Linked DNA regions of Mus musculus: region 1 is linked to region 2. Evidence: chromatin contacts called from public Hi-C data. All regions are on one chromosome and are shown on one strand. Each heading gives the region's core, a stretch centred on a gene start, on an enhancer-like site or on the middle of the called end of the contact. The rest is flanking DNA. Distances are from core to core; before and after follow the strand shown.

Region 1 (5,281 bases), core at 1,526-4,025, 340 kb before region 2:
TTCACCTTTAGCAAGTGCTAGAAAAAGCACCTGAATAAACTACAAATTTAATCATGAATCTCATGTTTATACCAGAGGGGCAAAAAAAAAAAAAAAAAAATGAAATGATGTGTTTCCAAACATACATCTTAATCTGGAAAATCAAATACAATGGGACATGTTTCAGTGGGTATCACAGACAATTACCCCTGGGGTTTACTTGATATAGCACAAACTATATAGTGCAAATTATCCTAATCCCACTATGATTACAGCCATAGTGTTACATATATATTAATTATATATAAATAAGATGCATATGATTTATATATATATGATATGTATAAAAATGATATATACAATTTTTACTTCAAGTGACTTGAACAACATCTGCTTCGAAGAGTGAAGTGTGTACAAGAAAAGGCTAAGCTGGGCATGGTGGCGCACGCCTTTAATCCCAGCACTCGGGAGACAGAGGCAGGCGGATTTCTGAGTTGGAGGCTAGCCTGGTCTACAGAATGAGTTCCAGGACAGCCAGGGCTACACAGAGAAACCCTGTCTCGAAACACCAAAAAAAAAAAAAAAAAAAGAAGAAGAAGAAGAAGAAGAAGAAAAAGAAGAAGAAGAAGAAAAGGCTAATTAACTTACAGTTCCTTGTGCTTGTCTTCAGCCAAGATCTGGTCATTTGGTTTCAGAGAATACCTGCAACACATTAAGAACACACTGGTCAGATAAACATGCAAACATACTTGCCTTAATTAGACATTTGATTATAGGTTCTCCAATCAAATTGAAGTGCACAGCCTGCTGAGTTCTTTCAAATGAGCACTTACAACACTGTTACACGTCTCTGACTTAATCGACAAAGCACCACCAACTTTGCCAGGTAGGGAAGAAACCAGACAATGTCATTAAAATGAGTATTCTGGAATAAATATTTATTCATAGCTGCTTATAAAAATGTATCGAGAAAAACCGTTTGACACAGTCATGCTGAAATTAAGTGTCGACTGTTCCCCAACACTTTGTTAAATACTCAGGTAAACACGATGCCTCTGAGAAAAAGACCCACAATGAGTGTAGTAATCTCACTACTTAATAAGCCCTTCTCACATGTGATACTTTCCTCATTGCTATGGCAAAAATACCTGTCCAGAACAACTTAAGGAAGGGTTTACTTTGGCCCATGATGTGAGGAAGTTCATCGTGTTGAGGATAGCATGGCACAGGAGTGTGAGGCTGCTAGTAACATTGCATCCACAGACAGGACACAGGGTGACACATGCTTATGCTCAGACAACTCCCTCCTTTTTATGTGGTACAGGTCCTCAAACCATAGGATGCTTCCCACCACATTCAGGTTGGGACATCTCACTCAATTCTCTCATGACCCAGATGACTAGAAGTGAGCCCACCTAACTGCACGAAGCCCTAGGTTTGATGCCCAGCACTGGAGGTTAGGGGAGGTGGGAAGCAAGAGCCTTAAGTAGCTTTTCAAAGTATATCTCCCAGAATTTCCTGTCTCTGATATCTGTAGTCAGCTAGCCTGGTGGCTTCTCAGTTTTGCTTTCAGTACTACCCAAGAGCTTAATCAAATAATCTGCTGACATGCAACTGTTGATGACAGTGTTCAAATAACTGGCACTGCTGAAAATTCTCTCTCAATCCAACAAGCAATGGGGACACGCTGGTCAGGTAGCACAATTAACTGTACTGGGAAAGACGTAAAGTCTTGTGAACACTTGTAATCTTAGCAGTAAGGAGGCAGAAGCAGGTCTACGTGTGCAAAGTTAGCAAGATGCTGTCTTTTGTAAGTTTGAGGAGAAAAGTTAGGCTTGGACACTTGGCCAGATACTCAACCCCTGGTACCGCATATACACACAGCAAAGCAGAACACTACCTCAGTGAAGCAATGAATATTATTTATCCACAAGAGTAAGCCAGTTGAACAAAAGCTTTAGAAACAGTTTCCTCATCTCATGTAAAAGCTGTGTTTCTGATCACCATATTTCTTTTATTTAATTATTCACAATCTAATGCATTTGTGTGCTTTACTGTGTGTGGAACAGAATCTAATGATAGAGAAGCTTCAGAATTAGATTTACATATAGATTTTTACTGCAGAAACATAGGGTGATCAATATTCATGAAATATGTTAATATGCAGAATGAACTACACAAGGATAAAAGTACACAGGATTTAAAAGCAAAAGGAACACAAAGCTTTAACAAGGAAAAGAGGCTGGCGCTTCTGGATTTTTGTAGATTGTTATATAGATTCACCATAATTAGGATTCACAAAAAAAGTGATTCATTAGTTTTATTCAGTTACAAAGATCAAAATATTAATGTGTGTGAGAGCATCTGTTTATCAATTCATGTTTATGGACTATAAACATCTAAAAGTCTGAAGTAGCTGTGTGGGACATTCACAAAGTACAAGACACATCATACAAAAGGTTTTTAGTCAGTGCCTCTTTCCTTCTGTGCTAAGAGAGAAACTTTCTTGTCTCTTAGGCCTCACAATTCAGCAAGCAAAAAAGGAAGATGAAGTTATATGATGTATAACATTGGCAGTGGCATGAAAGGAAATACTGTTTCCTCTTTATATGATGAGGAAAAAAAGCAGTTTTTATCTGTTCCTCTACTGTCGTGGCCCCTTCTCATCTCGCCTCATGACTTTCCTCATAAACAACATTATCTTCTAAGCCGTCAAAGTAAGAACTTGAAAAGAACCAAAGGGGACCGGAAGAAAGGACCCACACTGGACAAGCAGCAGGCAGAAAGTCGCCTGTTTTGATCAAACTGCTAAGTGAGGCTCAGCCTGCTGAGTCGCCCTGGTCCTCACCACTGAGTGGGAAACACCAAGGGAATGTGCTCTTGGCAGAGGTTAGCCAAAGCTTTGCAGCAGTCTCTCTGCTGTGTTCCCTTCTCTGGCCTGACGCCTACCAGTTTTCTAGCTGATCTGAAAACTTTCTCCATCCTCATCTTGCCTGATTTTATCTTTCTTCTACAACTTGACAATTCACGATGCTTCCTAGGAGACTGTCTGATAATGTATTCTGTCTGTAGTTTACATAAAACAAAAGAGAGAGAGAGAGAGAGAGAGAGAGAAAGAGAGAGAGAGAGAGAAAGAGAGAGAGAGAGAGAGAGAGAGAAAGAGAGAGAGGTTGATTGACTGACTAGAAACGGAGGAAGGGCAAAAGTATTAACCATTATAACAATTTGCAGACAGCTGCTCAGCCAACATTCAGGAGGCTTATAAAGAAACAGAGCAAGAGTGAATCACACAGCTAAGATGAAAACATCAGCCAAAAGTTACAGGATTTATGAAGTAGTGTTTTAGCTTCTCGTCAGCAAAGCAGATATGAAATAAAATTAGAGAATCTGAAAGAACAGAGTTCAACTAGATTTTAAGCCTGAATATATAAAGCCTGTAGTGTTCTATTCTTCAGGATCTTTCAGAATGTGTCACTGCTGGGCTCTTGGCCACATCTACAAACTGGCCCGTTACACTTCCCATTGCTTTTCTATCAATGGTTTGTTCTGGCTTCTCTTCCCACCACTCCACTGTGATCTACCTAGCTGGGGTCACCAGTGGTATTCTACTGTCAAGTAAAATGAACTCTGTTAAGGCTTATTTCACTATGTTTCTAGTGCGTCTGGTATAAATAACAAGCTCTTGTCATAAACTCATATATCCCTTGGGTTTGCATGACTATCTCCTGCTAATAAGCTCAGTATTTCTCCTTCCTTAGCCTCCTTCCATAACTACTTTTGGTGAGCATTTTTAGAAGACATTTATTTAAATTTTTGAAGGTAGATCTGAGAAACAAAACTATGACAGAGCTCTTCACAGGGCAATTTATAAATAAAATACCAATAGCGGCATGGGTGTCTCTGCAGCAAAAGCATCCCAAGTATCCCCACAACAACAGTAAAGTCACAGCAGTGAGCAATAACCCACATTCATAAGTAAGGAGGTCAAAAGCACCTATCGGTAAGGTTAATAATTGTATAGACTAGGCTATTGTGACTTTAGTGAGTTGAAGTACTAGTACTATGAAAGACAATCTGAGACTCTGATGGCATTTATCAAAATCTCCATGGGATAGGAGGGTAGAGTAGACTCAAGATGGCTCAGCAGGTTCAGTCACTTGTCACCAAGCCTGTGAATAGGAGCCCACATGGCAAACAGAAAGAATCAACACCTGATACAGCTTTCTCCTTCTCCATCCATTCCCCACCCCAACCCCTTTCTCTCTCTCTCTCTCTCTCTCTCTCTCTCTCTCTCTCTCTCTCTCTCTCTCTCTCCCACCCCCCCTCTCTCTCACACACACACAATCCATGAGCTAGGCATGGTGGCACATACCTGTAATCTCAGCACTCTGAAAGCTGAGGCAGGAGGATCACTAATTAAAGCCAGCCTGGACAATTTAATGAGTCCTAGTCTCAACCACAACATCATCTTTATGTGTTACTACTTCATGTACAACAACCCAAAGAACTGAGATCTGGAAAAATGCTATGTCGTACAAACAAGCCATCTCTCTCCCCCTTCCCTGAGGACGGCCAGTGGTTTTACACACCTGCACATGCTTAGATGTAAGGTGAATGCTGTAACATGACACTTCTGGAGCAAATAACAAACTACAAATCTCTAAAGTTCCTTTGTAACTTAATCCCAGTGCTGGAAACGATATGAAGATGAATGCACTGAACGCTGCATTTAAGAAAAATAATGCTAACAATTTACACTAGTGGACAACAGTTCTGTAGCCACACTGAGCCAGCGCCTGCCTGGTCCTGCTCAGCCTTCTCTCCATCTCTGGATAATGGACCAAATCCATATTCCTACATTCCCTACAAGAGAATGTGCTCCAGGCCATCAGCAAGACATGTCTCAGATCCACCCGTGCATTGTGCGCACCACAGAGAGGCACTTCCTGAGGGAGTGGGTGGACAGCACAGGGACGAAAACACCGCCTGCCACTCGTAAAGCTAAACCAGAAGGAAATGCCAAGGAAGGAAAGCAGCTCATTAGGAGGCGGAGAAAAACAGAGATGAGCTGTCCAGTGGGGAGGGAAAGAACCAACTGAAAGGCACTTTCTCTTTTTTCCCTGTATTTTCCCTTTTATTGAAAATGGACTCTTTTCTCATACTAGAGTCCATTTCAAGCTTCCACTAAGTGTACTAAATCTTCCAATGAAAATTCACCAAGTGCTCTGACTTTTCCTGAAAGTCATGAACACATAAACATACAAATACTGTCTACAATTTTCAGATCCACCTGGAGCAAGAA
Region 2 (5,753 bases), core at 1,820-4,319:
CTCAAGTGGAGAGATGAATTCCAGTGCCAGCAGGGGAGGACCAGGCTGTGGGTGGGAGGAGGCAGCGATAGCCCAGGGAGCTTGGGGGTGGGAGGACTGTACCAGTGGGCTTGGCCTGGCTCTGCTGGGACACTTCACACTTTTGCCATTTTTGGCCAGAAGGCTCTCCCTGCTAGCCGGGCTCTGTTCTAATTATACATTTCTGTGGAGACTCGCCTCTGAAGCTCAGTCTTAAAGTTCCTTTGGCAAACTATTGGGTTCTCTGCTGTAGGAGGCCCTGAGCCTCAGTGTCCAAGTCTGATGACATCCATTGACCCTTTGACTCTCATAGGACCCCCAGTACCAGATTTCAGAGAAACAAACTGTAAGTGCAGGCTCCGTAGGCTGGCACACCTGGATCTTCTGCAGGTCTGCCCTGCACACCTGGTGGAGGCTGCTGACTGGGCACGTACCCACGTACCAGTGTTCTTCAGCCTCAGTTGGCACAGATAATTTTTTTGTTACAAAGGTCTCTCCTATGTACGAAGAGAACTTAGACGCATATCAGTCAGCAGAGTCCCCCCGTTCCAAGTTGTGCCAACCACAGTTATTTCCAGACATTGCCAGATGTCTCGTGAAGGGCACACTCACCCTCCGAGTGAGTGGAAACTGCTCTGGAGTACTCACACCTGCCACCAGGAGTCTACCTATAGGACTAGCAGGAGCGTTTGCAAGGTGAACAGTCTGCTTTCATAAACAGGACCAACATGTGGTTCTGAGCTAGGTTGGCTTTTTTCTGTACAAAAGCATCAGAAACGCTATGTAGACATCCTATTTAAGGGCCCTCTTAAACATAATCTTTCTGGAAGGAATCTATGGGCTTCTCTTACCTCCCTACTAGTTGAGAAACTTTAGAGCAGTTAATATCTTAGGTAGTACAAGAAAGAAAACACTGTTAAGAGTCACACAGTAAATGTTTGAACAAGTGAAGGCTGTGCCCACCAGCTGTCTTCCCAAGATACGGCATAAGCCCCTCCTCTATGAAAAAGTGCGCTGGGCGGTGGTGGTGCACACCTTTAATCTCAGCACTCGGGAGGCAGAGGCAGGTGGATTTCTGCGTTCGAGGCCAGCCTGGTCTACAGAGTGAGTTCCAAGACAGCCAGGCCTACACAGAGAAACCCTGTCTCGAAAAAAAAAACCAAAAAACAAAACAAAACAAAAAATGTCTGCTTCTGAGGAAAGAGGAGGAAAGGGTTAGAGGTTCTCGCCTTCCTTAGGAATATTCAGCATCTTTCCATTCCTAGAAAACAAATTCCAGTCCTTGCCTTAAGGCTTTGTCACCCTAGAAAGCCCACATAACTTTACCTCATTTTCCATCCCTGTGGAGAGTCTTGATGAGGAGGGAAGAGAGCTCTTAGCTGAGTGTCACACATCTATAATCCCAGTGGTCCTGAAGCTGAGGCAGGAGGATCATGAATTCAAGGCCAGCCTGGGTCACAAAAGGTTACAGGCCAGCTTATGCTACATAGCAGGAAGACTTCAAAACAGGAAAAGGAAAGGAAGGAAGGGAGGAAGGAAGGAAGAAAAAGGAACCTTTATATACTGTTGGTATTGTAATTAGTATAGCCATTTTTGGAAAACAGTATGGATGTTTCTCAGAAAAACTAAAAATAGAAGTACCATATGATCCAGCAATCCCACTACTGGGTAAATACCCAATGAAATTAAAATCAGGATGTTAAATGTCTGTACACCCACGTTCATTGCAGCATTATTCACAATAACCAAGATATGGAAACAACCTGAATGTCCATTAGCAGATGAATGGATTAAAAAAAGAGTAGTGTATACTACTGAGCCTTAAAAAGGCCGGGAAATTCTATCACTTATGACAGGATAGGTGAGCCTGGATGACGTTATGTTCAGTGAGACAAGCCAGGCACAGGAAGACAAATACCACATGATCTTACTTACATGTGGAATCTAAAAAGGATGCCCTCGTGAGGGAAAGAGGAATAGTGGTTAGCAGAAGCCAGAGTAGGTGGGTGTAGGTGAGGAAAGAGAGGTGGTGGTCAGATAGGGGGATGGATTCCTGCATTGTAGTTAAGCACAGCAGGTGATTCGAGTTAGTAATGTTGGTGGTTTGGTTTGGTTTGGTTTGGTTTGGTTTGGTTTGGTTTAGCTTTTTCAAGACCAGGTTTCTTTATGTAGCCCTGGCTGTTCTGGAACTCACTCTGTAAACCAGGCTGGCCTCGAACTCAGAAATCCGCCTGCCTTTGTCTCCTGAGTGCTGGGATTAAAGGTGTGCGCCACCTACACCTGGCAAGGTTTTAAAACGTACAAAAAAAAAAAAGGATTTTTAATGTTCTCACTAGAAAGAATAAGCATTTGAGGTGAGGTATATGGTGATGTGCTTGTAGCAGAATCTCCCATTGTCCCTCAGAAGTCAGTAGTTATTTTTCAATTAAAAAATAAAAGCAAAATAGGTTGAGCTAGATAACATTTAAAGCCCAGGGTTCTAGCTTGTATTTCGGTGAGTGTAGTCCGCACAGGCAGTCGTCGGTGAGGTGGTTTAGCCCTGCACTGACATCGCTTGTGCTGTCCTTTCAGCCACTGTATACATCAGATCCTGGAGAGTGTTAACCACATCCACCAGCATGACATCGTCCACCGGGATCTGAAGGTACTCAACCGGGCTGACTACTTGTGACTCGTTGGCGCCCCCTGGTGCTAGATAGTGGCGCTGTGAGCCCAAAGTAGGCTCCCTTTGGGCTCCAGGGTGGATGCCTCCCTCATAAGGTTCTCTTTGTTCCTTCTGCAGCCTGAGAACTTGCTGCTGGCGAGTAAATGCAAGGGTGCTGCGGTCAAGCTAGCTGATTTTGGCCTGGCCATCGAAGTACAGGGAGAGCAGCAGGCTTGGTTTGGTAAGGGTGACCCTGTCTTCCGAGAATGCAGCCTCCACCCTTCCTCCTTTTCCTGGTCTGCCTTCCTCTTTCAGAACTAGAAGTCAGGCCTTTAATGGTCCTGGCCTTTTCAGAAAGTGGAGGAGGGTGCCCCCCCAGGTCCCTCCTCGCCCTCATGACTCATTACAGTGGGTCTGGCTGCTGTCAGCACTGCATTCTTATTGCCTCTGGGGAGGTGTTTGAGTTCCTGGTAGGCACAAGTACTTGCCCTCTGATTTAGATTCCAGGCACTGCACGTAGCCCAGCCTGTCATCTTTTGCGGCCTCGGTACTGAGTCAAAGCTTATATAGTAAAAGCAACCAGCATTAGGAGGGCTTTGGAGGGAATTACAGATGTGGCCTTACTGGGAGAGAAAGCGGGTTCAGTTTGGCTCTGCCCTCTCTTCTGCTACAGGTTTTGCCGGCACCCCAGGTTACTTGTCCCCTGAGGTCTTGAGGAAAGATCCCTATGGAAAACCTGTGGACATCTGGGCCTGCGGTAAGCCCATTCCATACCCTCGGCTCTTTGGTGTTCTGGGCCCTTGGCTTCCTGTGATGACAAGAAAAAGAGGCATTACACCCATCCCTTCTGGGTTCCACGGTGCCTGCTGTATGTGAAATCATGGTGTTGTTTGTTCTCCTTCCCTTGGGAGAGCTGTTCCTGTCATGCTTACTTCCCAAGTGACTTCCTGTATTATATTGTATCCTTCTTGGAGAAGGGCTCGTCCACACCTTAGAGGATAGACTAAAGAAGTCTCTGACATGGCTTGGTGCCGTAAGGAGTGAGGCACAACAGGAGGGATGGCATTATCTACTGGCGTCCACCTTTAACTCTGGCCCAGCCTTGCCCTTCTGGGTGGTTCTGAGCCCTGCATGGCCTTTCTTGGTTCCTCAGGGGTAGGTGAGTGACCCCAGTGACCTGTGTGTTCTGTCTCGCAGGGGTCATCCTGTATATCCTCCTGGTGGGCTACCCTCCCTTCTGGGATGAGGATCAGCACAAGCTGTATCAGCAGATCAAAGCTGGAGCCTACGATGTAAGGATGGGGTTCTGAGAGCTGAGCAGTCACTCCTGGAAGGACAGAGTCCCTGCCCCTAAGGGTCTGTCCAAGGGAGTAGTGATATTGTCACTTGATAACAGGGCATCAGGGGACTTTGAGGACCCAAGGATGGGCATACAGGACTCAATTCTTGCCACCTTATATACAGGGAACAGGTTTTGTTTTTTTTTTTTAAATGCTCCTGTTAGCTATAAAATTAAGGAACTCAATGAAGCTCTTTGGTCTGTTTCCACAAAGAATGGGGAAACTACGTGGCATGTTATATTACAGAGGGAGAATTTTAGAGGCTTCTCCACTGTTTTGGAACCTTGGGCACATTGCAAAACCTGTTTTCTCCTTAGTAAAAAGAGAAAGGTGAAGCAGAAAATGTCAGTTCCCTTCCTTCACCGACATGATACATGGACACCCTTACACTTATCATTCTGTCTTCTTTGAGTTGGCACAGCATACCCACTCTTGGGTACCACAAAGTATCTCAGTTGTAAGAGCTGGAATGAAGTCGGGTTACATTTCAGGGTAGAAGGCTCACAAATTTCCTGTCTCCCTTTTCCCTGTTCCCGCTCCTCAGTTCCCATCACCAGAATGGGACACAGTCACTCCTGAAGCTAAGAACTTGATCAACCAGATGCTGACCATAAACCCTGCAAAGCGCATCACGGCCGACCAGGCTCTCAAGCACCCATGGGTCTGTGTAAGTGTCTTTTCCCAGGCCTTGGAGATTGGGTGTGGCAGCCCTGGGGCACTCCTTGAACTTCTCTAAGGAGGATTCAGGAGGAGGGCTGGGGAGGTGTGAGTGGAGGCCAGGGTCAGGAAATGTCATCAGGGGGACTTGGGAGTTAAAAAGTGCTCATAGGTCTTCACTTGTCTCTCGCGCTTGTTGTGAGGCTGTGGTTTGGGTCTGTTGCTGGATTGGAAGAGGTAGTTAATGGTGGAAAACAGCTGATACCCCAGTGTGGAGTCCCAAGCTTGGGGTATATGTGGGCCTCAACTCTGACAAGGACCCAGTGAATGAACAAAGGCGGGAGGCTCTTGAAGCTCAGCATGAGGCCGGCTCTCAGCTGAGTGCTGAGGAGCCCCTCCTAGGCCCTCAGTGCAGGCTGATACACTGTTTCCATCCGTGGTTCTATCAAGCTGAAACAGCTAACCCAGACAAAGGAAAGGGCTGGTATAGTATAGCATCTTGAACAATGATAAGTTTTTCATTTCCCATGCTTATTGAATGTCCTTTTGTGCTGGTCACCAGACAGTTCCTGAAGATGAACAGGACCATGGTCTTTGCCCCAAAGATTTGGGAAAACAGGCATTCAAACCAGCAACCATGCCTGTAATCTGACAAACACACATCCAGGAGTGTCTGCTGCCCTTGATAGGGTCACAGAAGGTTTTGTGGAGAAGACGATCTATCCAGGTGTTACTCTATAGACAGAGGTTAATATGGAGAGAGTGAGAGGTCACAGGAGAACGTCACCTGCAAGGAATGTTAGTAGTTGCTTTACCATGACCAGGATTGCAAAAGAATGAGGGGGAAAAAAATTGCATGACACAGTGGTGCACACCTTTAATCCCAGCACTTAGGAGGCAGATCTCTGAGTTTGATGCCAGCCTAGTCTACAGAGCAAGTTTCAGGAATGCCAAGGCTATTCAGAGAAACCCTGTCTCAAAAAACCAACCCCCTTACTCCCCACCCCCCAGAAAAAGGTTGTATGTCATACCATCCTCTGCCTAAAGAGTTGAAGATTGTATTCTAAAGTGTAGAGTTTTAAAGACAGCATGCT

What was found. Hi-C and Micro-C count contacts between places; a contact is called where the count stands out from the background.
Region 1: a contact with region 2 is called in a Hi-C map of uterus, with 2.5 times the contacts expected there. The contact joins two enhancer-like sites. A contact is called at or near these places in 5 of 484 Hi-C or Micro-C datasets (the G1E-ER4 cell line, cortical neurons, myocytes and 1 more) and 1 of 115 datasets of contacts at active chromatin or transcription factors (T-cell acute lymphoblastic leukemia).

Annotation. Positions count from the first base shown.
Region 1 is chr14:21,099,220-21,104,500 of GRCm38.p6, reverse strand. It overlaps Adk (adenosine kinase), which reads right to left. Exons shown (of 11, transcript NM_134079.4): 3 at 628-681. Among named protein-coding and RNA genes, the nearest start is that of Adk, 49 kb to the right of the region's middle. Within about 2 kb of position 2,775, at least 84 of the 459 cell types and tissues checked have an H3K27ac peak or open chromatin away from gene starts, as enhancers often do. A contact at or near this core is called in uterus, where this site is marked.
Region 2 is chr14:20,763,062-20,768,814 of GRCm38.p6, reverse strand. It overlaps Camk2g (calcium/calmodulin-dependent protein kinase II gamma), which reads left to right. Exons shown (of 21, transcript NM_001360186.1): 6 at 2,590-2,662; 7 at 2,801-2,903; 8 at 3,336-3,419; 9 at 3,860-3,954; 10 at 4,547-4,669. Among named protein-coding and RNA genes, the nearest start is that of Camk2g, 28 kb to the left of the region's middle. Within about 2 kb of position 3,069, at least 132 of the 459 cell types and tissues checked have an H3K27ac peak or open chromatin away from gene starts, as enhancers often do. A contact at or near this core is called in uterus, where this site is marked.